Linked DNA regions of Sus scrofa: regions 1, 2, 4 and 5 are each linked to region 3. Evidence: chromatin contacts called from public HiChIP or PLAC-seq data. All regions are on one chromosome and are shown on one strand. Each heading gives the region's core, a stretch centred on a gene start, on an enhancer-like site or on the middle of the called end of the contact. The rest is flanking DNA. Distances are from core to core; before and after follow the strand shown. Region 1 overlaps ITGB8 (integrin subunit beta 8). Region 2 overlaps MACC1 (metastasis-associated in colon cancer protein 1). Region 3 overlaps LOC110255482 (a long non-coding RNA gene). Region 4 overlaps MACC1 (metastasis-associated in colon cancer protein 1). Region 5 overlaps MACC1 (metastasis-associated in colon cancer protein 1).

Region 1 (5,596 bases), core at 2,705-5,204, 410 kb before region 3:
ACTCTATCGTACAGAGAACTATATCCAATTTCTTGGGATAGTCCATGATGGAAGGTAATATAAGAAAGGAATGTACATAGATGTATAACTGGGTTGCTTTGCTGTACAGCAGAAATTGGCACAACATAAATCAACTATAATTTTAAAAAATCAAGGAGTTCCTGTTGTGGCACAGTGGTTAACGAATCCGACTAGGAACCATGAGGTTGCGGGTTCGATCCCTGCCCTTGCTCAGTGGGTTAACGATCCGGCATTGCCGTGAGCTGTGGTGTAGGTTGCAGACATGGCTCGGATCCCGCGTTGCTGTGGCTCTGGCGTAGGCTGGGGGCTACAGCTCCGATTCGACCCCTAGCCTGGGAACTTCCATATGCCGTGGGAGTGGCCCAAAGAAATAGCAAAAAAAAGACAAAAAAAAAATCAAAAATCAAAAACAGGCAAAAAAAGTTGTGAATCACTATTTTGTAACCCTGAAACTTATATAATATTGTACATCATCTATACTTCAATAAAAGATAAAATGAAATAAAAATTTCTAAAAAGTCAATTTAGCCAAATATACACACATCAGTCCAATCTATTACAGTCTATTAAAAATACAGTTTGACGTGAATGTAATTGGATTTCTGAAAATCTCTTAGAAAACCTTAATTTTGTTCACATTTTCCAAGTGATCATTGACTGAATATGGATAATTTTGGAATTATTACCCAGAATTAAGTGAGTATAATACATGTGAAACAACTTCGATAACTGTCATGAGGTATGTATAATAAATACCTATCCTTAACAGGAGAGAGTATACAAAAATCAGAAAACTACATACTCATGAAATTTACTTATGTATTCTTTGTTTTAGATGACATGTTTACTAATTTTGTTTTTTAGGGTCGCACCTGCAACATATGGAATTTCCCAGGCTAGGGGTCAAATTAGAAGGCAGCTGCAAGCTGATGCCACAGCCACAGCAATGCCAGATCTGAACCGCCTCCATTACCTACGCCATGGCAACACCACATCCTTTAACCCACTGAGTGAAGCCAGGGATTGAACCTGCATCCTCATGATTACTAATCAGATTCTTAACCTGCTGAACCACAGTGGGTTAAGAACTCCTACTAATGTTATTTTGAGAATGTTTAATCTATATAAGAGAAAGGAGGAAGAAAGTAGACCAGAAAAACATAATCTAAAGACTGCAGAAATTTCAGTGTTTAGCTTGTGAGCTTCCCATAAGTGATGAGATCAAGTGAAAGTTCTAGGAAACATTTCTAATGTTTTTCTGTTCTAAAGTCTACAGTACAAAATTTCAACAAAATTTATAAGATGCCCATAGTTATCTGAAAGAATGAAGAATGAAAACAGAAAGATTATAGTCCTTGATGTTTAGAATTAATCATTCTAGATCGTCCTGTTACTCCTAGACAGAATGATTTGTGAAAAATGCACAAATGCATTTTTATCAGACAATACCCTCTTCCTAATTGCATTTACTATACAAATTAAGTTAAACTTGTACAATTATATAAAAATGCTTCCTTTTGGAGTTCCTTTCATGGCGCAGTGGTTAACGAATCCGACTAGGAACCATGAGGTTGCGGGTTCGGTCCCTGCCCTTGCTCAGTGGGTTAAAGGATCCGGCGTTGCCGTGAGCTGTGGTGTAGGTGGCAGACGCGGCTCCGATCCCACATTGCTGTGGCTCTGGCGTAGGCCAGTAGCTACAGCTCTGATTAGACCCCTAGCCTGGGAACCTCCATGTGCACGGGAGCGGCCCTAGAAAAGGCAAAAAGACAAAAAAAAAAAAAAAAATGCTTCCTTTAAAAGAAAAATAAACACTATTATAATGGATGTGTATTCTACTTTGATAATCATTAAAACAAGGTAAATTGAGGACACGTAGAATAAAGTCTGGAGTATAACCTCAGGACTTCCTTGTTCGAGATGTATGCCATAATCATGTTACATTACAGTACATTACATTACTTAATTATTGAAAGCTCACTTGTACACAGAAATTTTGTTATCATTTGATATAAAAATCAAAACAAAGAAATAGGTTAGTATTTTAATCACTTGCCATTATCTAGCTATTCCAAGTTTTGATTCAGGAACTGTTTCCTAATGGCTGCTAAAACAATATAGGGAAGGAGGGCATGGTTTAGGGCTCTTTAAAAATTGGGCACAAACCAAAGTCCGAGTTAAATTTTAATAGAGATTAAGTAAAGGGACATGGCATAAAAGGAGGAAGCATAAGAAGTTCTTTGGAAAAGATGGATCTGAGTAGGGAAACTTGGAAGAGCTTAGAAATATATTAGAAGGAAGTTAGTGCCTGAGGCCATTATCTCAAAACAGGGAGATCAAGGAAATAATACAACTATTGGTATTTATCTTTTTCTCCTAGTTTTTTCCTTGGAGTTCATATATATAATACGAAACTGAATTCTTCATTTATTAGTGTTCTTCATTTACTTTTTTAATTATACATGAAACACAATTTTACTTTTGAAATAGAAAAAGCATATATAATTAAAATAATTATAATACATCTGTGGCAAAACTTCAACTACTAACATAATTTTATGCAACAAACCCAAATCTCAAGTGCGCTCATACAGAATTAGTTTTAAAAATTAACTTTAAGACTTGTAGTTTGGGGAGTTCCTGTCATGGCTCAGTGGTTAACGAATCTGACTAGGAACCATGAGGTTGCAGGTTCGATCCCTGGCCTTGATCAGTGGGTTAAGGATCCGGCATTGCCATGTGCCATGGTGGAGGCCACAGATGTGGCTCGGATCCCGCATTGCTGTGGCTCTGGTGTAGGCCGGTAGCTACAGCTCTGATTGGACCCCTAGCCTGGGAACCTCCATATGCCGCGAGTGTGGCCCTAGAAAAGACAAAAAAAAAAAAAGACTTGTAGTTTGTTACTAAACTGTAATTCAGAAAATACTACTTTCTAACAGCAGCACTCTGCCTAGATTGGCAAATTCCTCTTTTCTACCTATATCATTCTGCTTAATTTCTTTCAGACTTGTATCAAATAAGCATTCAGCCCACATAAATGAAAATAAGTATCATTATGGGGAAAATCATTTTGTCTAAATAATTTTGCCTCTACTTGCATGTGAAGAAACATATACTTGTATTTATGTTGAGAGAAAAACAGCTTGGCTCTCTTTCTTGTCTCCCCTGTTACTTGTCCCATTGATTAGGTTTGATAGTGTAAAGGTATATTTGGAGGAAAGGCACTGGTGTGATAATACTCAATTCTTATAAAGTGGCTCTGGAAAAGGATGAGAGAATTCTAAGAAAAAATAATTGTCTTAGTTTCCCAGAGGAAGAATCTGATATAGAGACTCTTGGCAGATCATTTGAGAGGAAGTGAGATAAGAATATCAGATAAGGTGCTCAGCAAAGATGTTGATGCAGTTAAGTCTGATATCGGCCAGAACCCACCCAGAAGCTGGAGCAAATTGACACCATGAAGTTGTCACACCTTGAGGGAAGGGCAGTTTGGCTTTTATACCCTCATCCCAGTCAGTTATTGAGCTGCATGCCCTGGAGGGGATAGGGTGGAGGCAGGGTGGGTTAAAGTCTCAGATATCTTTGAGTCCCAGATATCCCTTTGGATGGAAGTCAGTTCTTCTGAGAAGGTGGCATTTATGATTTATTAACAACCAGAATTCAGAGGGCTGGGGATGGTGTGCCAGCCTATAAAAGGATTCTGGATGGGGTGCCAGCAACATCTACTACAGAGTGATAAATAATTGGAGTAGCAGGCAGAGATTGCTATTTGTCTGCCTATTCTTTACTAAGAGCATCCTAGTTTTGTTCAAGATGGCATTGAGGAAAACTGGAACACCACATTTTCCAGCCTTTTTTGTGTAGTCATATGACTAGTTCTGATGACTGCTATGGGGAAGGCAAAAGTTGCTTAATAGGGCTTCTCTCACAATTCCTCAAAAAGGGGGATGACTCAGCTGGAAGGCCCCTTTTTGCCTTATGCTTGTCCTGATTGTCCCTGCCTGGAACATGGATGTGATGTCTTGGAACAGCAGCAGCCATCTTTAGACTAGAGGTAGTCTTTCTCATGGAGGCCAGCAGTAAGGATGACAGAAGGAAAGGGTCCTAGGCTGCTTGTTACTGTGGAGTTGCTGTCCCTTTCTGGGTTGTCTCTCAGAACTGTTTCTGACATTAAGAGGAAAATTCAACCCAATTTTACTTAAGCAATTGTTTTTAAATGCCCTCTTACTGGTAGATGAACAAAGCACCTCAGTTTTTCATCTGAATTTTGAAAGGTATATTAATAAGAGCTAGTAATAGCAGTATTATTTACAGTGGTCAAGATATGGAAGCAACCTAAGTGTCCACTGACAGGTGAATAAGATGATAAAGAAGATGTATGTGTATATATAAATACAAACAATGGAATATTACTCAGATATTAAAAAAGAATGAAATTTTGCCATTTGCAACAACATGGATGGACTTGGAGCGTGTTATGCTAAGTGAAATAAGTTAGAAAAAGACAAATGATACATCACTTACATGTAGAATCTAAAAAATAAAAACAAACTAGTGAATATAACAAAAAAGAAAAGGCTCACAGATATAGAGACCAAACTAGTGGTTACCAATGGAGAGAAGGAAAAGGGAAGGGGCAAAATATTGGTAGGGGATTAAGAGGTATAAAGTATTATGTATAAAAAATAAGCTACAAGGATACATTGTACAACATAGGTAATATAGCCAATATTTTACAATAATAGATGGAATATAACCTTTAAAATTATATCACTCTGATTTACACCAGTAACTTATATTATACATCAAATATATATCATTGAAAAAATTAATGAGAAATATTTGAGCAGGATTAATGTAAATGCTTTTTCAGAAATGTTAAGCATATTACTTTATATAAAATAGACCATGTACCCTAAAGATACTTTTTTCATGTTTTGCTTTTCCTGGGAAAAGTAAGACTACTGGGCTGTCAGTTCCTGGAAGATAGTACTTACATGTATTTTCTTTCTATCCTCAGTGTCTGAGCCTAGCACTTGGTATACAATAAATATATGATGAATAATTGATATTCTAAGTTGACTATAGTTTTTCATTTAATTTCTGAAATCTTTCTGGCTCCTTATTATTTGGATATTTTTTTTCTTTTAATGGCTGCACCTGTAGCATATGTAAGTTCGTGGGCCAGAAATAGAATTAGAGCTGCAGCTAGGGCCTATGCCACAGCCACAGCAACACTGGATCCTAGCCACAGCTTATGGCAATGGCAAATCCTTAACCCACTGAGCCACAATGGAAACTCCTTGCATTTTAAAATAATCTTACATTCCAAAACTTATTTATTGCAGAAGGCAATAGAACTATGTTTACTTAATGATTCACATCTGGATGAAATCATCTAATGTTTCCAAATGTTAAAAAAAAAATGTACCTATAGTGACAATTTTCTTTTCTTACTTGGTCTTCTGATGTTATACTGTTATGCTGGTTTATTTTAAAGCAAGGGTAGTTTCTTTCTAAAGAACTCTGAATGTGTGATGGAATGATACTGAATTGAAATAGCACTTTTGAATGCTAC
Region 2 (5,448 bases), core at 985-3,484, 280 kb before region 3:
ATTTATTTATTTTTGTCTTTTTAGGGCCGCACCTGCAGCACATGGAGGTTCCCAGGCTAGGCGTCCAGTCAGAGCTGCAGCTGCTGGCCTACACAACAGCCACAGCTACACAGGAGCCAAGCTGCAACCTATACTGCAGCTCATAGCAACACTGGATCCTTAACCCACTGAGCAAGGCCAGGGATCAAACCTGTGTCCTCATGGATGCTAGTTAGATTCGTTTCCATTGAGCCATAACGGGAACACCTAAAGCTATATATTTAGGAATGTGTTAGTTCATAGATAAAGATCATAGACGTTTCATCAAAATTAAAGCAAATATAAATCCTTAAGTTCTATCCTTCATTAAAAAAAAACTTAAGTGTTTTATGAGTAAGCATTTTTCTTCTTGGAAGAAAGAGTCTTTGAAAAGTAAGTTTCACTTGTTCTCCCATTGAGCATAGTTATAGAAAATAGGTCATTGCCTTCCTCACCAAATTAACTAAATATGTTAACCCTTGAAGTTTACAAAACATTTTTTTAATTGTTAATGCTAGAAGGGCCATAGTATTCTTCATCTTTTTTCACAGTTGGAAGAGAGCCTTTTTATATGTTTTTGTCCTGCTTCATTGCCTTCAGAATGCTTTAATGTTTCTTCTACCTTCAAGACAAAGGAATACAGAGATTTGCCAATTCCTGGCACCAGGTCTCTTGGTTATGGTAATTACGTGGCATTTTGAATTTGGAATATCTCATTAGTTTGATCTAATTTTTTATGGCAACATAACTAAATAAATCCAGAATGAATAGATAAAGTTATAAATCACTTGTCAAACTTGAAGTCTGTTAATCTATTTATTTTTCCTCCAAAACTGCTTCTTAATCTGCTTTAAATATCATATAGTCCTTACAACCAATACCTCTACCCTATAAGATGGTACTGGTCTCATTAGTAAATAGAAATTCTGTATTTACTGGTATTTCCCTACAGCCATGTTGACTTTCTTGATGCCTCTAACAACCTCAGCACATACAAATCAATACTAGGATATGGAACCCCAGTACTTTCTTTCTATTCAGTGAATTCCTAACTTTCTTAACTATAGCACTATTTCTGCTTTCACTATACCACCAATGGATCTGCTTTACAGAAGTCTCTAAGGAGATGTACATTGACAAATTCAGTACATTCTCCTCAATCCTTTTCTTATGTGATCTTGGTCTTACTGACTGTCTCCTTGCAACTTCTGTTATCTCATGTGACACTACAGTGTCCTAGTTTCTCCTTCCTTTCTTAGTTTGTCTCACAGATTTTTATTCTTCTACCTATCCATTAAATAAAATAAAGCACATTTTATTTTTGGACTTTTCATATATTCACTTCTTTCTGGAGTGATCTACTACATACTTATCTAAAAGCACATTGCTGTGTCGTTAGTTCTCAAAGCTGTATCTTCAGTCTCAATTTTGTTATCTTGCTCCATACTTTTATGCCCAACTCTTGAATATACATACTCATTTATATAGACTACAATAGTTCAAAGTTAACTCATATTTTTGCACCCAAGCCTAGTCATCCTCTTTTACTCCTTATCCTGGTGACAAACAACTTTATATATGCGAAAACTCAAGGTAAACCCTGGGACTAATTCTAATCTGCTTCTTCTTAATCCTGAGTTCAATCATTTACTCCAGAGAGATGAAAAAATAGTTGTAGAGATCACCAACTTTCTGTTCCAGTGGTCTTCTTTCCATCCCACCTGCTGCCATCTTGGAATAGGCTTCCTAGATCTTTCATTTGGGCAATCTAATTATTCTTAGGATCTGACCTCAGGATCCTTTCACCTATACTGAAGATCCGGTCATTGACTTCTTAAGATGTGACTCTGACCTCATTATTCACAAAAACAAAAACAAAAATATCTTTCCCAGCCTCTTTGTCTATGCAGAGATTTTGAAACTATTTTTCATAAAGGAAGTTTTAAGTGGAGGACTAAACAGATGTGAGCAAGGAAGCTATTTTTCCTAGTAGGCTCTAAGGAAATTCTATAATTTGAAATCCACTGGCTTGCAGTATAAAATCTAAATTCTCCCATATGGCAAACAAAGCCCTTTTATTTTAGTTTCCCCCACCCTCCCATCCCTTTCAACCTGCTTTTCACCACACTGATATCACTGCCTTTCCCTCAACTGGCCACTTTTGGTTTTGGCCTCTCTGCTATTCCACATCATCCACTTGTAGCCTAAACATTCTTGCTCATGTCTGACTCAAAACATCCGACTCATCTTTGAGACTGAATCAAACTATCCCCAGAGGCATACTTCAGTGCTCCCTTTTCCTGCTTATACTCTATCCCACAACAGCATTGATTATTCCTGCTTCTGAGCAGGACAATATTTTTATATGCATATATTTATGTATATGCATATATTTGTATTATAAATGCACCTCTATTTTATACATATATTTATTTTAATTTGCTTATGAGTTAATTTCTCCTATTACATTGTGAATTTCTTGAAAACAAGTACTGTATTCATCTTTGTATTCCTTGTCTCTAGGAGAATGCTTTGATCATTTTCAACATTTGGTACCTTTTATAATGCTTTTAGGTAATATTCTTTTTTCTGAATATATTGCTTACAAAAATCTAATCCTCTCCTTCAAAAGCACAAATGCACTTACCTACTTTTGCACAGTTTTGCAGTATTGTACCATAGTTCTTTAGTTATGATATCAATAAATACGGATCAAATAATTCACTTTCATAGATTCTTATTTAAAATTTTAGAAGTTTTTTTTGAGATCATCCATTTATTTGTTAATTCATCCAACAAGCATTTATTGAGAATCTATAGTGTACTAGGCACAAAGAAGCTGAGACAAGTGAGAAGAGAGAAACAGGGATATTCATTTTACCATGTAAAGTCTTGCTGTCCATGATTATAGCTTTCAAACTTAACGTATTATTGGTCCTTTAGAGAGAAACTAAATTTGGTTTAGTATAAACTTAAACTTCTTTATCCATTCATCTGTTGATAGGTCCTTAGTTTACTTCTATATCACTCGGCTATTGTAATAATGCTGCTATGAACATTTGAGGTGCATACATTCTTTCGAATTAGCATATTCATTTTTTCTGGATATACACCCAGGAGTAAAATCACTAGATCATATGACTGTTCTTTTTTTAGTTGAGGAACTTCCATAATGTTTTCCATAGTGGCTGTACCAACTTCATCATCAGTGTACGAAGGTTGCCTTTAATCCACATCCTGTCCAAAATTAGTTATTTGTAGACTTTTTTTTTTTAATCTCTTTAGGGCCACACCCACGGCATAGGAAGTTTCCAGGCTAGTGATCAAATCAGAGCTATAGCTGCCAGCCTACACCACAGCAACAGCAACGTGGGACCCAAGCCATGTCTGCCACCCTACACCACAGCTCTCAGCAAAGCCAGATCCTTAACCCACTGAGCAAGGCCAGGAACCTGAATCATCATGGATGCTAGTTGGGTTTGTTTCCACTAAGCCAAATGGGAACCCCTATTTTTAGACTTTTTAATGATAGCCATTCTGACAGCTGTGAGGTGATATTGAAGTTTTGATTTGAATTTCTCTAATAATTACCAATGTGGAGCATCCTTTCATGTTCCTGTTAGCCATTTATATGTCTTCTTTGGAAAAAATATTATTTAGGGCCTCTGCTCATTTTATATTTTTTTTGTTGGGGGGGAGGTGGCACACCCACAGCATGTGGAAGCTCCCAGGTCAGGGATTGAACCTGTACCACAGCACCATCCTGAGCCATTTTAGTGACAATGCTGTGTCCTTAACCAACTGTGCCACAAGGAAACTCCTGGTTTTTTTTTATATATAGAGTTATATAAGCTGTTCATATATTTTTGATAATAACTCTTGTTGGTCATATCATTTGCAAATATTTTCTTTCAAGCTATAGGTTGTCTTTCTGTTTTGCAGATGGTTTCTTTTGCTGTGCAAGAGCTTTTAAGTTTAATTAGCTCTCACTTACTTGTTTTTCCTTTTGTTTATTTTGCCTTTGGTGACAGATTACAAAAATTATTGCTGTGGTTTATGTCAAAGAAAGTTCTGCCTATGTTCTCTTCTAGGAGTTTTATGGTTTCTGGCCTTACATTTAGGACTGTAATTCACTTTTGAGTTTATTTTCATATATGGTATGAAGAAATGTTCTAATCTCACTGTTTTATCTTTTTTTTTGTTTGACTTTTTAGGGCCAAACCCATGGCATATAGGAAGCTCCCAGGCTAGGGGTTGAATCAAAGCTATAGCCTTTGGCTTATACCACAGCCACAGCAACACCAGATCCAATCCTGTCGGTGACCTATACCACAGCACACAGCAATGCCAGATCCTTGACCCACTTAGTGAGGCCAGGGATCGAACCTGCATCCTCATGGATGCTAGTCAGTTTTGTTCCCACTGGGCCAAGATGGGAACTCTGCTGTTTTACCTTTAATTGTCCAGTTTTCCTAGCACCATTTTGAAGAGACTATCTTTTGTTCATTGTATATTCTTGCCTCTTTGTTGTATATTTATTGATCATAGATGAAGGTGTTTATTTCTTGGCTCTCTAGTTTTTCCATTCAGTTAGGTGTTTGTTTTTGTGCTAGTGCCATGCTGTTTTTATTACTGTAGCTTTGTAGTATAATCTTAAGCCAGGGAGAATGATATCTCCAGCTTTGTTCTCTTTTCTCAAAACAGCTTGGACAATTCAAGGTCATTTTTTGCTTTATATGAATTTTAGGATTATTGATTCTAGCTCTTTGAAAAATGCCATGGGTATTTTGATGGGGATTACATTAAATCTGTAGATTGCTTAGGGTGGTATGGCCATTTAACAGAATTAATTCTTCTAATTCAAAGCACAGAATATCTTTCCATTTATTTTACCATCTTCAATTCCCTTCATCAATGTTTTGTAGTTTTCAGATTACTAGTCTTTTACCTCTCTATTTAAGTTTATTCCTAGGTATTGTATTCTTTTTTATGAGATTTTAAACAGGATTTTTTAAAACTTTCTCTTTCTGAAAATTCATTATTACAGTATAGAAAATCAACAGATTACTCTTTATCAATCTTTTATCCTACAAGTCCCTAAATTCATTTATTAGTTATAATAGTTTTTGGGTGGAGTCTTTAAGGTTTTCTATATAAAAGAAGTAGTGACAATTTTACTTCTTCCCTTCCAATTTGGATGCCTTTTATTTATCTTTCTTGTATGATTGCTATAGCTAGGACTTCCGATATTATGTTAAAACAAGTGATGAGAGTTGGCATTCTTGTCTTGTTCCTAAATTTAGAGGAAATTCACAGTTGAGTATAATGTTAGCTGTGGGTTTGTCATGTGTTCCCTCTATATCCGCTTTGATGAAAATTTGTATTTTAAGTGGATATTGAATTTTGCCAAATGCTTTTACTGCATCTATG
Region 3 (5,482 bases), core at 1,910-4,409:
CTGCTGTGTGACTAATCCTAACAGTATTTGCTGTTTCTGAGTAAATCTTTGCTGTTCCAAAGATGGGTACCTGAAGAAGGACAGCATAAATTTCTCTTTGTAGCCTTACCTTTTACAGTTTACACATGTCCCCAAAGATGTATTCAGACTCAATTTAATTTACATCCCCGTGGTGGAAGATATAGCAAGGCCTGTATGATTTTTATTCTCTTAAGAAAAAATAAATTTATTGGAACAACATTAGGAGATGCTTATAACAAAAAGAGAATTTTTAAAAAGGTAAACAACAATGCCCCCAAGCTGGAATCAGTTATTTACTTTAAAATGAAACCAAAATGTTTATTAGTAGGTTTGTTCCCTGTATAATACCACATCATTGAGTCAGAAGCTTGTCAAATTTCCATCAAGCCATCTTTTCTTCATGGAAACTCAGAAAAATGAGGATTGGGGAAAACCAGCTGACAATCATTAACCACAGCCTGCATTTTTTAAGCCTCTGCAATCCTAAATTATAGAACAAAGTAGAGATCATTTAATGTGTCAGCACCAATTTCCACTTTGTCCCTGACTTACTTTCCCAAAACATAGTTTGGCTTACAAAACATCCTATGAATTGTCATCAGACTCATGTAAGTTTTGGGTTAAAAGCCAAATCTAATTATTGAGAGTCAGAAAATAATCCGGTACTCAATTTTTCCTTATGTCATGTAGTAAAGTCTTCATTTCCTAGTCAATGACCTGTGATCTGTACCTCCTAAAACCCCCAGTTAATAATTACCCAGTTTCCACTGGGTAAGGGCAGTAAGGACCATAGCAAATAAGGATATTCTGTGTCTTTAAAACGCTCGGCTACATAACTTTCAATAAAGAAAAAGACCAATTTTTCATATACATACTATGTAATAGATGCCAATATATTTTGGATACAATCAGTTAAGTTAAAACAGGTTGTAGGACTTAGAAGAAAATTCAAAACATGGAAAACCTAATGGTGAAAGGATCAGATCTGAAATTCTTACTAGTGAGGTGTCTTAAAACAATAGAAAAGAAGACTTCATATTTTCCCCCTTTGGAGAGCATTTTACATAGAATTTATTTTATTTTAATATGCTTAAACCGTAAGAGGTTATATATTGTGTATATACCTTAATATAAAACATTTTTCATATATTTTCCAAGATATGCCTCCAGGGTTATATTTACCTTATATTAAAGCCATTTTGAGGTCTTCCACATTATGCAGGGCCCTTACACTGAATTTAATTTGAACAGGAAAGTTCCATTTAGACACAATGCTAACTTGAATCCTGAGCCTGATTGGATTAAATGTTAATTTTGCAGTTACAGAGTTCATCACAAATCCTGTGGGTTTTTTAATCTTTTAGGAAAAAAAAAAAAAAAAGGTGTGGAAGGATTTTAACAAAGATTGAATAATTATTCCTGAAGGATGACCTCACAATTAAGTGTTCAATGTTGCTGTAAGCTAGACTCTTAAAGATCATTTTCAAAATCAACACAAGACATACTTTACATATGGAGAGTGTAGGCAATGTAGCTATAGGCCCAGCTGACGTTTCACTTACATGCACCACTAAAGTTGAAGCAGTAGGCAAAATATGGAAATAATTCTGTGGCTCATAAATATCTATTGCTGACTTCCAGTCCTTCCCTAGCTCGTCCCCTAGGACCCTCTGAACCACCATATGACCCAGAAACAAAGGAGAGCATAGTACTTGGCTCAGAGAGGCCTTTGGAATTCTGTTTCAGCACTGTGGTCATTTATGTCCTTAGGGAGCATGAAATAACACTTGACAAATATTTTTATTACAACCTTTAGCTATAGAAAGATGAAACAAAGATGATGATGATGGTGGTGGTGGTATAGTTAGGTACTTGGAATATAAAACGTCCAGTGAGTGCATCAAGCATGAACTTGAAAGCTTCTGAATTTCACATAACTTAGAATGAGCATAATAGCCTCTTTAGAAAGGTGTTAGATGAATTCAGAAATGGCCTCACTGATTATTCATATTCCAAAGTTGAACCTGAATAAGAAAGCTTGAAATAAACTTGATTTATAAATGTAAAGAGTAGACAATTAATAGTTTAATTAAAATTAATGTTTCTAATCACTTATCCCAAATTTCTGAGATGAGTGATATTTTAGAATTCACACTTTATAAAGTACATATACTTTATATTATGTATCACTTGTAGCAGGGTCTGCAGAAAAACTCTGTATTCCAACAATCAACGTTTATGGAAATAAACTTATGAATTATAAAATCTTAGTTCCCATATCTTTATAGAATTTGGATAGTAATAAGGAATTGTAGAGTCATGTTTCATTTTATATAATGTGATTTAAAATATGTATATGTAAGTATATGAACTAATTAAATGTTACAAATAAACATTTGAGTATTTCATTTGAATTTCTAATGATTTTTATATCTATATAGGCCAGTATTTTTTTGGAAGGATTTTTTTTTCATTAGTAAACTAGAATGGTTGCTTTACATTTTTGTACATGTTTCTTACACATATCATTGAATCAACTTTTATCTTTGTACCTTCTATGTGCAAACAGTATTTGCACATAGAAACTGGGAAAATATACATGAATAAGGAATGATGATGTGTTTTAAGCTCCTGAGGTATACAGCCAGTATAATACCATGTGATAAGACTTTAAGAACAGATTCCCTGTACACTTGTACATATAATTTCATTCATATAGCATGAAAATAAAAGTTTAATGATTTCATTTAAATACAAAAACTATGAGCAGAGTCCTAGAAGGACTCCAGAAATAGTAATTACTCATTCTTCTTAAGAGAAGGTAATACTTGAAACATATCTTTAAGAATTGCATGAGAGCCCTCTTAAAAAATAAAAAATAAATAATAGCATTCTAGGAAGGGGAACAGCATGTGCAAAGGCAGGATATTCATAATCAGCTGTACTTCACTGAGACAAAATGAAATAAATAAGCAGACTGCCAGTTACTTCCACAGGAGGTTAAAAAGAAGGTTTATTTGCAATCATTAAAGAATTGCAGTCTGGAACCTGCAACCATAGGGGATCATGTGCAAGTCCTCACAGCCACAGCTGAGGGAAGATGTCTTTTACAGAGGAGGGGGGAGGGGAAGTAAACAGAGTCCTTGGCTTTTCATTGGCTGAGTTGGTGCCAGAAACTTAGTCTTTCTTCTTCCTGTTGGACTCTAACATTGCAGAGCGTGAGAGCTCCCCCTTCTGGTCTCCCAATTCTGTTTAATTAAGGTTTCTGTTTATTAGTTTTTTATCTGTGCTTGGAATAGCTGGGAAATCAGGGCCAGATACATATGAGTATGAGTACTTGGGAGCACAAAAAACTTTTTTCTAGATCCTCAGACCTTATTCATCTTATAGCTGAAAATATGTGTACTTTTACCAATCTCTTACTATTTCTCCTACCCTCCAGCCCCTGGCAACTACTTTTCTCCTCTATTTCTATGAGTTTGACTGTTTTTGTTCTTGTATTTTTTTAGATTTCACATATCAGTGACACTATGCATTTGTCTTTCTCTGTCTGGTTTATGTCACTTAGCATAATGCCCTAAATTTCATCTAGTTTTTCACAAATGCAGGATTATCTTCTTTCTCATGACTAAATAATATTCCATTGTATATGTACCCCAGATCTTCTTTATCCTGTTGGTAGACACTTACATTGTTGCCATTTCTTGGCTATTGTGAATAATGCTGCAATGCACATGGGAGTCCGGATATCTCTTCCAAATCCTATTTTCATTTCTTTGGCTATAAATGCCAAATGGGATTCCTGGGCTGCATAGTAGTTCTGTTTGTAATTTTTTGAGTAATGTCCACAATGTCTTCCATGGTGGCTGTATCAATTTACATTCCTACTGTCAGTGCACAAAGGTTCTCTTTTTTCCACATTTTTGCCAACATTTGTTATCTCATCTTTTTGATGACCGCCATTCTAACAAGTGTGAGTGGTATCTCATTGTGGATTGGATTTCCATTTCTCTGATGACTAAACACCTTTTCATGTACCTGTCAATTATTTTTCTTCTTTGGGAAAATGCTTATTCAGCTCCTCTTTCCATTATTTAATTAGATTGTCTGGTTTTGTTTTTTGCTATTAAGTTGTATGAGTTCTTTATATGTTTTATATATTAACCCCTTCTCAGATACATAATTTGAACATATCTTCTCCCATTCAATTTGTTGCCTTTTCTTTTTGTTGATGGATCTTTTTCTGCACTGAAGCTTTTAGTTTGATTTGTCCTACTTGTTTATTTTTGCTTTTGTTGCCTTTGTTTTTGGTGTCAGATCCAACAAAAGTCATTGCCAAGACTAGTTGTCAAGAAGCTTTTTCTCTATGTTTGCTTCTAGGAATTTTAAAGTTTCAGGCCTTACATTCAAGTCTTTAATCCACTTTGAATTAACTTTTGTGTGTAGTAAAATGTAGAGGTCTAGTTTCCTTCTTTGCATGTGGCTGTCCAGTTTCCCCAGCACTGTTTCTTGTCCTTTCCTCATTATATATACTTGGGTCCTTTGTCACAAATTCATTGGTTTTTGTCTCCTGGTTTTGAACTTTGTCCTTTAGGATCTCCACAAACCTATGTTGAGAGAGTAATGAGCTAAATTTCAACACATGCTTTTGCCATATTTCAAAGAACAAATTAATATTATAGCAAATAAATCCAGTACAGTCTTATTTTTATTGATTGAAATCTTTCTGGGATATATAGGAATGATTTCTCCATGTAACTCTCCAAGTGATTTTACATCCTATTTTAGTCTCTGTCATATATATATATATATGTATATATATATATATATACATATATATATATATGTATTTTTCAGGTTTGGCAAGCAGTCCCTAATTGCTTTTGCCACATATGTTAACTCAATTCCTAATTGCCTAAAAGGTTTCAGTTATGTAAAAACACATTTTAAAGGCAAAACATTATGGATAGGCAGACTGTTTATAGTCCTAGTTTATGCTTGGCAAAAACAAAAAGAAAAATCCCACACACTCTCAACCCAAACAATTTTGGCAGTGCATTTAAATACTGAAACTGTTCCACAAGCTAAAATAACAAAATTACAATTTGGCTTACTTCTAGAAATTTAACTATATTGTTATTTACATGCATGTACTACATAAATTCCCCCCCCCAAATAATTTAGAATTATCTTCATAGATTTTTTATGGGTTCTATATAATGTGAACTTGAAACAAGAGGTTATTACTAGCAAGCCACATGAACATGAAGCACCACATATGAGCATTGTCAATAGCAGTCACAGCTGTCATTGTGTTCTCTGTAGTGCCAACCTGTTACTGGCATTAATTTCATTGTGGGTTTTGAAACCAAAATAATTACTGAGGCTAAATTTTAGGAAATCAGAACAACAAAAATCTAGAAAAATGATCAATGCATGAGCAAAAAGGATACATATATCC
Region 4 (5,386 bases), core at 2,334-4,833, 320 kb before region 3:
TTTTACAAAACTGTACATATATTGAGATGTAATACAATGAGAATTTTATAGAATCTGTAAAAGTAAAGGCTTCCTCTCTCAAAACAGGTAGAAAATTTCAGCACCAATATTGAAGAAACATGCCTATATTACTGAAGCCGAAACTACTAAACCTGAGTTCCCCTGCTATATTTATGATTAATTTCTCTATCCGAAACTTTATCCCCTTTCTTATCCTGCTCTCTGTTCCCCTCAGAATTGAAGGGTATCAAAGAAAAGGGGGGACTGAAACTAAGCTAGACCTCGTGGGGTCTTCCTAGGTACAAAAGCACCTCTATGTCCCCCATTTCTTGTTTGTAGAAAAAAAGGCTTTAGTGTTTGAGGGCTTCCCTGTATTTCACAGAGTAGGCTCAAGCAATTAATAATTAGAACAACAGTCTCAGGACTCCTAGTTTCTTCTGAAGGGATGTAGATAGTAATCTGATGCATATCTTTGAGTTATTCTGCGGAAACTAAGACCTCCTCCCAGCTGGAGGATGCTGACTACCTACTGACAACAAGCACTCTTGGAACCAGAAGGTTGAGATTCTTGAAACATGAGCCTATTGCCTCATCTCCAGCCAATCAGTAGAAGGTCCATGAGATGAACACACATCTTACAACCCTCTCCCATAACACTGTCTTTCAAAATTCTAGCCTGATAGTCATTGGGGAGTTTTGGTCTTTTGCGCATGAGCTGCCCATTCTCCTTGCTTGGTGCTCTGCAAATAAACCCTTACTTTGTTGCATACACCTACTGTCAGAGTTTGACTATCTGTGCTTGGGCGTATGAACCCTTGTTCTCTAACATCACCAGTAAGCAAATCATGCACAAAGCCAATAGCACTTCAAGTATACACACAGTAAGTTTTTTAGTGATTTGATTTCCTGTCCCTTTCTTAGAATAAATTGGATTTAGCCTCTGGATTTTCCTGAGGATTCCTCCATGTATTTAAACATCTTTTGGTAAAAAGTTGTTGGCTATTTTTAAAAGAATATGTTTATTTATAAGAGAAAGATTGAATAAATACATATCTATAAGTACAGGGCAGAAAAACTTGTGCCTTATTAATCTTGAAAAAGAAATACAGTATCTGTACCTTAGCTTTAGATTTACCAATCTGAGTCCTTTTGAGGACCTTTACTCTATGATATAAATAGAACTAGTTTGAATTTTGAGACTCAGAAGGTGAGTTCCCTCCTTTTGCTTCTTGATATTTATGTTGGAAGTTATGAAAAACCTTTGGTGAGATGTGTTTTCATAGCTTTGGCTTCTTGATCTATAGGATAGTAACCTCATTGTCTGTCATTCTTATATTCTCCTTTTATATGTTAATATAAACCTGTTATTTAAAATCTTTCTGAAAAACTTAAGTGACTTATAGTCAAAGTAAAAAAAGAACCAGGGCAGAAAATAGCCAAGAAGTCATGATTATAGAATAAAAGAAACAATGAAGTAATAAAATATAGGAATGGGTGTATGTTTAAATGACGTTATGGATGAAGTTACAAAATGCTTCTTGGTAGTCAAGGTGAAGACTGAACTATTATGGCTTACACGTAATTCTCATAATTATTAGGATATAAACCAACTAGTTCATAAGGCCATATGATCCACACCCACCTCCTGTTGGAAGCTCTCAAAAAACTGTTAAGAAGACCTATATTTAGAGAACATGATTGAGTATGTTTTGAGTTTTGTTTTTACAATTTTAGCAATTTAATAATCTGGACTTTGATTAAAAAAAAACTTAGGACTTAAAGTCACATCTTCATCCTATAAAGAAAATTATACAGGACACTTGCTTATTATAATTTATAAATATTTAAACTTTAAGAAACAATATAAATTTAAAATAAGTTCAGTGGAAAAGTATTATATTTTTGTAGGCGATAGTTCTCACCATGGCCCTGATGTCCCATGTGCTCTTTTGCAATGTGACTGCCCTTTGTCTGTCAAGAGATGACATCTGCTTCCCCTTTCTTGAATTTGGCCTCTGGACTTATTTTGACCAATAGAATGCAACTTCCAAGGCTAGTACTTATGGGGCCTTGCAGATTCTGTTCACTCCTTTGGAAGCCAAGTGCCATGTAAAGAAGTTGAAGATATTCTGTCAGAAAGGAATGTGGATAGAGAGCCTTGAGGATAAAAGGCCAAATAGAAGAGAAAAAGAAGGATCTCAGCTGACAGCCAGCACCAATACTGAAAATGTAAATGAAGACATCTTGGATGTTCTAACCCTAGCTGAATTATCAGCTGAAAGTAGCCACATGAATGATACCATTCAAAACTAAGTGGAGCACAGACAATCAACCCACAAAGTTGAAAGAAATAAAAGATCACTTGTTTAACTAACTTTTGGGGTGGTTTATTTTATGCAGCAGAAAATAACATGAGTTTTTTGCAAACATTTTATTCTAGTCTGTGCCTTGTCTTTTTATTCTCTTGCCAGTGTCTTTTGCAGAGCAGAAATTTTATTATTTAATAAAGTCCTGCTTATCTGTTCTTTCTTTCATGTATCATGTCTTCAGTTTTGTATCTAAAATATTATCATTAAACACAAGGTCATCTAAATTTTCTGTTATGTTACCTCCAAGAAGTTTTATAGTTTTGTGTTTTACATCCAGGTCCATAATTCACTTTGAGTTAATTTTTGTGAAGGATGTAAGGTCTGTGTCCATATTCTTTTTATTTATTTTTGCATATGAATGTGTACTTAGTTCAGTTAGTTGTCCTAATATCAGCTGTTGAAAAGACTACCTTTTCTCCATCGAATCCCAAAAGAGGCTGTTTTTGCATTAAAAATACAGAATAACAAAACGATTAAATTTTGTACGGTGATGTTATGTATATATGTATATAATATATATAAAGTATATAATATAAAATATATATTTATCATACTGTCACCATAAAATTTACCTGTTTATATATATTCTAGCTTGTTACTATGTAAATGCTTCCCTATAAATGTGTGCAAGCAATGAAGTACCAATTTGTGCAGATATATCTACAGAACAATTGACATTCATGGATAACCATCTTACTTTACTTATAGGGTATCCAGTGGAAAGCTCATGGTGATATTTTTTCAGTCTCTTCAGTAGAACATAGATTAAATCTCATCATTATTATGAGTTGAGTTAGAAGCCATAAAGGAACTGTCCTAGAGATTTCTCAATTTTTAATTTATCCCATGTCTTATTTAACAATGAAGAGCTTGCTAGATTTCCCCAGTTTGGCAAGGTTCTCAATTCTGTTCCCAACCCTGAAGAAAGCAACTAAGAAACCCTTGGGGCTCCCCGTCAGGGAATGTGAGCTGAGATCCCCAACAGAAATGGGGACATCCAGTGGGAATTCACCCACTTCCAAGGGAGTGTCCCTTCCCACCTGGGGAATGCCTGGGTTGTTACTCTCCTAATTCTGAACCATTGGGGTATATGTGGATATACATACATTTGCTTGAATTTGTGATGGTGACTAAATGCTCCATGTTGCCAAGGTCTGCTTATGACTTCAGATGACAAAGTTCCTGATTGTAGAGTATACTGTATTTATTCTCTGCTTCCACCATGTGGTTGTGAGACATCAAGTGCCCAGCTCTGGTCTACATCCTAATTTCTACTTCTTCCAAGACTGAAGAAAGAAATAAAGGAAAAGAGAAAGAAGGAATGAAGGGAGGAAGAAAGGAAGGAAGAAAGTTAAGACATCTGTGAGTAGAGAAATGATGAACAATCTGAGTTTAGGTTTAGATTTTATCTGCTAGGCCACTTCTGGTATGTCAAATTATGATTTCTTTGCCAAATCCCCTAAATATGAATTCAAAACGGCATGCTTCTTTAATATGTATTATTGCTGAGTTGTTTTGTGGCTTCATCATGAACGTCTGGTTTCAAAAATGATATGAAAGCAAGGGTTCTCAGCAGGATTGTGAGGTTTCATTTAAAAACCAGAAATGGAAATAAAGATGAATAACACACCACAGAAGAAAAATGAAACTACCATATATATTACAACCTGGCCAAAAAAAAAAAAAAAAAAGTGGAAATGCATTTTATAATTTGATAGAGGCTTAAGAGACATACAGCAGGTGTATTTTTGACTCCCCAAATTAATCAAATTTCTTCTTGTTTCAGGTTTCGAAATGAAATAATTTCTCATAGTTCTGGTTAGAGTCCTTGAAACTGATAATTACTGTGTGTTTTGTATTCATTTGGCAGATAAATAGACACTTTCCTGAGTATTCATATAAACTTCTAACTAAAAATTCCCTGTGCCTAACTAGAGTACTGTTTCTTTAGATGTTTTTCTCTTTTAAATGAAATGTTGAGAAGAAAATGCTATTGATGTAACTATCACTATAAATAACTCGTTGCATATTTGTGAGGTTAAAGTTCCTAGCATTATGACTTCACGTTTTATGCACATCCATTTAAGTACCAAATAATGAATAAAAGCCTTGGAATAACAAAACTTCATTTTTGAGGGTAGGCAGTTTTGGATTTGCCCATATGATTTTTTTATGTAAACTTTTAATTTAGATATTGTTTCAAGGTTAACAATATTTTGCAACAATAGCACAAGATTTACAAGTTTTTGTTTATATTTTCCCTATTATTCTCTTCTCTTTCTCTCTCCATGTATGTGTGTGTGTGTGTGTATATATATATATGGATACATATATTCTTTATATATGTATACACATATACACGTATATATGAGGGTGTAAGAGTTGATGTCAAGTGTGTATAGAATTGCTATATGGAAAAATTCTAAACTTTTTTTTCTGTTGCTTGCAGTGATCAGATGATTAATATAGTGTGTATAAATTTGAGCCAGACTTCGGTTTAATATAGGGAAAAATTTTCCAGCATCTCATCTGCCAGTAGATTTAATAGTTTTACTTTGTTGGCAAATAAGTACCTCCTTTTCCAGATACTGAGGCAGAATTAATTTTTATTAGGGATGCGGTAGAGAATAATTATATATTTCTAAGTTACCATAGTGATAGGAACGAAAACTATTTAAATTTACAAAAGAGCTTCTTAGTATTTGACATAAGAGTTTAATTTGTGGATAAGTAAGTACACTAGAGATCTCATATGACACTGTATTTTAAATTTATATGAGAAAGGAGCAAATACAGTGGAAATAAGTGATTGTTAGCAATATCAATACTCTCTAAACACTTTGAGATGATATATGGAGTTAATATAAACTCAAATCTTTTACAACCTTGAAGAGAAAAAATATTTAAAATTATTATCTTGAAGAACTGCACATTCCTAAAATTTCATCAAAAAATAAATCAGTGCTTAGCAGAGAGCTAAGAAAGAATAAGTTATTTATAAAAATTGCTGACATAAA
Region 5 (5,133 bases), core at 1,749-4,248, 300 kb before region 3:
CAACTTGAATATTAGGCAATTTATATGATGAGACTATGAAATCGGAGAAAAAAAGATGCAACATAAGGAAATTTCATAGCACATAGGAAGAGGAAAACCCATCTGGTCATCGAGAGATACAGCCTGGGAGTACGACAAAGAGAAGAACCAAAGATCAGACCCTAGTGTTCTGATTCTCCCCTTCAGGGTGAATCCCAAAGAAGGCATTAATAACATCCAAGTAAGTTTGAGAAGTCCAAAGACCATAGGGACTGATGCCCTGATTCCTGAACATAGCCTAGGATAATAGGAAGTTTCACAAAGAAGTTTCGTGAGTGTGAAATGCTAGGAACATTTACAGAGCAATAGTTAAATAAGTATCAAAGTGGGTAGGTCTGAGTGAAATCTCACTTTGATGTTGTGTGGAGGAAACAAAAAATCTTAGGCCACCAAGACCATCCTAAGTGCTACATTTCCTAGTGATTATCAGGAGGACTATAGTTGCCACATAGAATGGAGAGTGTAGGGTCTTTGTAACTAGAGGTAGGGCAAAGTCCATGTACATCAGCAACATTAACAGGATGCACTCTCAAGACCAAGCAGCACAACCCAACTCAGGATACTCCATAGCCACACAGTTATAACATTACAGAAGGAGCCACAACAGTGGGCAACTCAGAGACTAAGCAGGATGTGATACATACCTAGAGAATTAAATGCCCTACCTCCTTTTCTCAGACATGTCAGCTTCATTCTGCAACCAGATACTATATTTGGAAGGATAATGGAAAAAATTTAAAGCATGAGAGAGTCTTTAAAGTTATCTGTGGCATAGCATGTTAAGGATCCAGCACTATCACTGCAGTAGCTCTGGCTACTACTGTGGCATGGGTTTGATCCCTGGCCTAGGAACTTCCACATGCCATGGACACAGCCAAAAAAAAAGAGAGAAACTCTTATATACAAGATAAAAATGTATATTCTGACTTTTGTGATAAGGGACTCCTAGAGTAGAAATAACATATATATTAGTTATAAAACTAAATTTCATTTTTGATATTTGAATGTATATTTGTTTAATTCATACTTGTCCAATAGGCAAGAAAGCTGTAAAGTTGGGTAAGCACTTTTAGGATAGAATTCATTTGTCTTAGAGCAAGAATTTTGAAATATGAAATGTTAACCAAAAACAAGAAATTCTGTAAGTGATTTATTTTGTTTCTTCCTTGAAAGTTGAAAATTATCTTGTGTGTCAGGGTAGTTGAGGCCCAAGTTTTCAAAGAGAGATTAGCATCTTTTTATAGACAGCATATCAGCTTATGGGAATCAAAGTGAGAAGATTCTGATGCCAACATTTTAGTATGTGCAAGCACCTTAAGAAATTTTACACTTGTGAAATCTAGAGCTCATCTCTGAACAGTCTTAGAGGGATTTACATATTATTCATGGAGGCCTTTTTGTAATAATCCTTGTGACAGTGATGGACTCTTTTCTAGCCATCCTGCCACAGTCTCCTGAGTGGTTATAGACAAGAAGCCAAGAGTGATTTTAAGCATAATACATGGATGGCCACAGGACTGGATATAACAGGAGGAATCAGGAATGGAGGTCTAGTTAGATGTGGAGGGTCTGGAATAAACAAACTTAAGCAGGCAGGCAAGGTGAAGTCCAGAATCTATTCTGAGACAAGAAGAAGTTGCCAAGAATGAGGGAAACCTATCCTTCAATAGGTCCAGATCTAGGTAGGGGTATGGATAGTGAGAGTTGACTTAATTTTTTTTTTTTTTTTGTCTTTTGTCTTTTTAGGGCTGCACCCACAGCATATGGAGGTTCCCAAACTAGGGGTCTATTCGGAGCTGTAGCTGCCGGCCTACGCCACAGCCACAGCAATGCCAGATCCAAGTTGTGTTTGCGACCCACACCACAGCTCATGGCAATGCCGTATCCTCAACCCACTATATGAGGGCAGGGATCAAACCCGCAACATCATGGTTCCTAGTCAGATTCATTTCCGCTGTGACATGATGGGAACTCCAACTTAATTTAATATCAAGCAAAAAGCTGTGGGAAACAGTGAACCATAATTTTCTTCTTGCTCAGCTATGATGGAATGAGTGTATATGGGTGAGAGGAAAAAATATCAGAAATGAGGCATAAAAATGGAGCAACTTGTGACATGGTGAATGGTTTCTTGTTTTTTCTCACAGTGCTATGTCTGGAGGCATGTCTAGAACCATTGCTGGTAAGATAGACCTCCTTACTGATATTCAGGACCAATATGACCCACTAGCAAGATAAATCTGTATAATTCTTACCCTTACATACCCAGAATATTGACCAATTCACGTGCTGCATCCATTCCCAGTACTGGTTAATAAATAGACTTCTGCTTATTTGCTGTGCCTGAAGCTCTTTACTGATAACTGCCATCTTCTAGTGCCAGGATTCTATTTTTTTCTTACTAGAACTCTCCCCAGTAACTTCAGCCTGGCCCTCAAAGTGATTTGATCTTTGTATTGATAGTGACAGTGTTGGCATGCCCTCTTACCTAATGCTCCCAAACTCATAGGGATTATGGCATTCACATGAGATTTTATTTGGGAGGACTGGAAAGCAAATTCATTGTATAAACTTGTTAATTGCATATCTGATGTTAACAGACAACAATAATAACCTTAAAAAAATTCTGTAACAGCTCATAAAAAACTGAGTATTCAAGAGGTAAACATATTAAGGTCACCAAGTAAGTCAATGACTGAATAGCAATTAGTTCAAACTCTTAACTTCTCAGAGTTTTAAGGCATCTCTTTGTTTTTTCTCAGAATGACACTTTTCTTAAAAAATAAATGTTTCTTGGCTACTCCTAACCCTCTTTCCTAATTGTGAAAGAAAAGGCAACAGGAAGTCGCAGAGCTAACTACTTCTCTCTGTGCCAACTCTCTCAGACCACACAGAAGCAAAAGCTAGATGAATTGGCTGTGATATCAGACCTGAGGAGAGATTTGGCAATGGGACAAGTGAAAGGGAAGCTGACTGTGGTGTTGCTAGGCCACAAAGGAGTGGTTACAGGCAGTGGTAGTAAACTGCCTACACCCTGGGTGGGAGCAGCTGGGTAGGGAATTTGACCCAGCAAAGGGAGAGAGAACAAGTTGGCATTCATAATAAAATGGAAGTTGGCATTTTAGAGAGATATTGAGACCACAAAGATTGCTTGTGGTTGAGGAGGGTATAGTGCAAGCTGAATGCTTGTGATCTATTGTAGGTTGCTTTAAATACTTGATATTACTACTTTCTAGGACTACAGCCATGTAAAATAATGGTATCAGCATATTTTGTTGGGATCAAGTCCTAACTTAAATACAAAAAAAAAAACCATAAAAAAAAAAAAAAGAACTAGGAGTTCCTGTCATGGCTCAGGGGTTAACGAATCCAACTAGGAACCATGAGATTATGGGCTCGATCCCTGGCCTCGCTCAGTGGGTTAAGGATCCAGCGTTGCCGTGAGCTGTGGTGTAGGTCGCAGACAAGGCTCAGATCTGGCGTTGCTGTGGCCACAGCTCCAATTAGACCCCTGACCTGGGAACCTCCATATGCCACAGGAGCAGCCCTAGAAAAGGCAAAAAGACCAAAAAAAAAAAAAAAAAAAAAAAAAAAAAGAAAAAAAAGAAAAAGAACTAGATGCAAAGATACCTTCCAGAATAATACTTCTTTATATTGTGGCTAACTTTGAAAAAATTAGATTTATTTTAAAAAATTACATTAAAGCACTTTAATATGTTGAGTTAGAATGATTCTATAAAGCCATAGCATTATCGCTATGGCCATTAGAAGTAAACTTAAAATAAGTAAAACAATTTATAACCCTATACATTCTGTGAAATAGGAATAACAATATTAGCTAAATTTTACTGAACACTTACTGTGATCCAGGCACTATGTTTGGTGCTTTACATTTATGTTCTTTTTAAAGTTCAAAACAAATCTGAGCAAGGTACCCTTTTTACTATTACTTAGAGAACAAAATGGAGGCATAAAGAAGCTAAGACAACTTGTTTGTAGTCACGCATATATAGGCACACCTTGTTTTATTGCACTTCACTTTATTGCGCTTCACAGATGCTCCTTACAAGCTGAAGGATTGTAGCAACCCTGTATCAAGCAAGTCTCTGGCATCATTTTTCTGACTGCATGTGCTCATTTCATGCCTCTGTGTCACATTTTAGTAATTCTTCCCATATTTCAAATTTTTTGTTATTTTTATATGTTATGGTGATTTGTGATCAGTGATTTTTAATGTTACTGTTAGAAGAAGATTACAACTTGCTCAGATAGTGGTTAACATTTTTTAGCAATAAAGTATTTTTAATTAAAGTATGTTTTTTATAATAATGCTAATGCACACTCAGTAGAACACAGTATCGTGTAATATAACTTTTATAATTTTTTGGAAAACAGAAAATTTGCACGACCCATTCTATTGAAATATTCACTTTATTGCAGTGGTCTATAACCAAATCGTCACTATCTCCAAGGTTCGCCTATTGTTTGAACCAGGTTTGGAATTCAGATCCATGTGTGACTCTATTGCCAGTCAGTATTTTAAGCTGGGAGTCTCAGTTGCTAATCTAGTCCTCTTCAAAACAAACTGTTTCCTGAATACAAATTAGAATCACAATGGTATATCACTACATACTTGCTGAAATGGCTAAAATTTAAAAAGACCAACATACCAAATGTGACCAAGATATGGTACAATTGAAACTCTCATACACTGATGGTGTACTGTACAAAGGTACAACTTATTTGGAGAACCATTCAACAGTTTCTTATACAATTATGCAATGAAATGAAAATGTACCTGTATACAATGTTAATATCAGCTCTATTTATAATATTCAAAAACTGTAAATAATCTGAATGTTCATTAACTGGTAAATGGTTAAACCATTTGTGGTAGATATATTCAATGGACTATTACTCAGCAATAAAAAGCAATCAACTGCTGATACTTGCAACCACATGAATAAATCTAAAAAGTATTATGATGAGTGAAAGACAAAGAATTTCACATATCATATGATTTCATTTATGTGAAGTTAGAGAATAGATGAAATTAATCCAAAGCGATATAAAGGATTAACTAGTACTGAGAAA

What was found. HiChIP or PLAC-seq counts read pairs in DNA pulled down with a chosen protein or histone mark.
Region 1: an H3K27ac HiChIP or PLAC-seq map of alveolar macrophages shows a contact between it and region 3. The contact joins two enhancer-like sites. A contact is called at or near these places in 1 of 47 Hi-C or Micro-C datasets (embryonic fibroblasts) and 1 of 2 datasets of contacts at active chromatin or transcription factors (alveolar macrophages).
Region 2: a contact with region 3 is called in an H3K27ac HiChIP or PLAC-seq map of alveolar macrophages. The contact joins two enhancer-like sites.
Region 4: a contact with region 3 is called in an H3K27ac HiChIP or PLAC-seq map of alveolar macrophages. The contact joins two enhancer-like sites.
Region 5: an H3K27ac HiChIP or PLAC-seq map of alveolar macrophages shows a contact between it and region 3. The contact joins two enhancer-like sites. A contact is called at or near these places in 2 of 2 datasets of contacts at active chromatin or transcription factors (alveolar macrophages and skeletal muscle).

What each region holds. Positions count from the first base shown.
Region 1 is chr9:89,368,514-89,374,109 of Sscrofa11.1, reverse strand. The region is part of intron 1 of ITGB8 (integrin subunit beta 8); the gene reads right to left. Among named protein-coding and RNA genes, the nearest start is that of ITGB8, 29 kb to the right of the region's middle. Within about 2 kb of position 3,954, at least 8 of the 83 cell types and tissues checked have an H3K27ac peak or open chromatin away from gene starts, as enhancers often do. A contact at or near this core is called in alveolar macrophages, where this site is marked.
Region 2 is chr9:89,241,522-89,246,969 of Sscrofa11.1, reverse strand. All of the region lies in intron 1 of MACC1 (metastasis-associated in colon cancer protein 1), which reads left to right. Among named protein-coding and RNA genes, the nearest start is that of MACC1, 98 kb to the left of the region's middle. Within about 2 kb of position 2,234, at least 1 of the 83 cell types and tissues checked has an H3K27ac peak or open chromatin away from gene starts, as enhancers often do. A contact at or near this core is called in alveolar macrophages, where this site is marked.
Region 3 is chr9:88,957,753-88,963,234 of Sscrofa11.1, reverse strand. All of the region lies in intron 2 of LOC110255482 (a long non-coding RNA gene), which reads left to right. Among named protein-coding and RNA genes, the nearest start is that of TMEM196, 100 kb to the right of the region's middle. Within about 2 kb of position 3,159, at least 2 of the 83 cell types and tissues checked have an H3K27ac peak or open chromatin away from gene starts, as enhancers often do. A contact at or near this core is called in alveolar macrophages, where this site is marked.
Region 4 is chr9:89,280,063-89,285,448 of Sscrofa11.1, reverse strand. All of the region lies in intron 1 of MACC1 (metastasis-associated in colon cancer protein 1), which reads left to right. Among named protein-coding and RNA genes, the nearest start is that of MACC1, 59 kb to the left of the region's middle. Within about 2 kb of position 3,583, at least 2 of the 83 cell types and tissues checked have an H3K27ac peak or open chromatin away from gene starts, as enhancers often do. A contact at or near this core is called in alveolar macrophages, where this site is marked.
Region 5 is chr9:89,259,761-89,264,893 of Sscrofa11.1, reverse strand. The region is part of intron 1 of MACC1 (metastasis-associated in colon cancer protein 1); the gene reads left to right. It also overlaps the pseudogene LOC110255483. Among named protein-coding and RNA genes, the nearest start is that of MACC1, 80 kb to the left of the region's middle. Within about 2 kb of position 2,998, at least 17 of the 83 cell types and tissues checked have an H3K27ac peak or open chromatin away from gene starts, as enhancers often do. A contact at or near this core is called in alveolar macrophages, where this site is marked.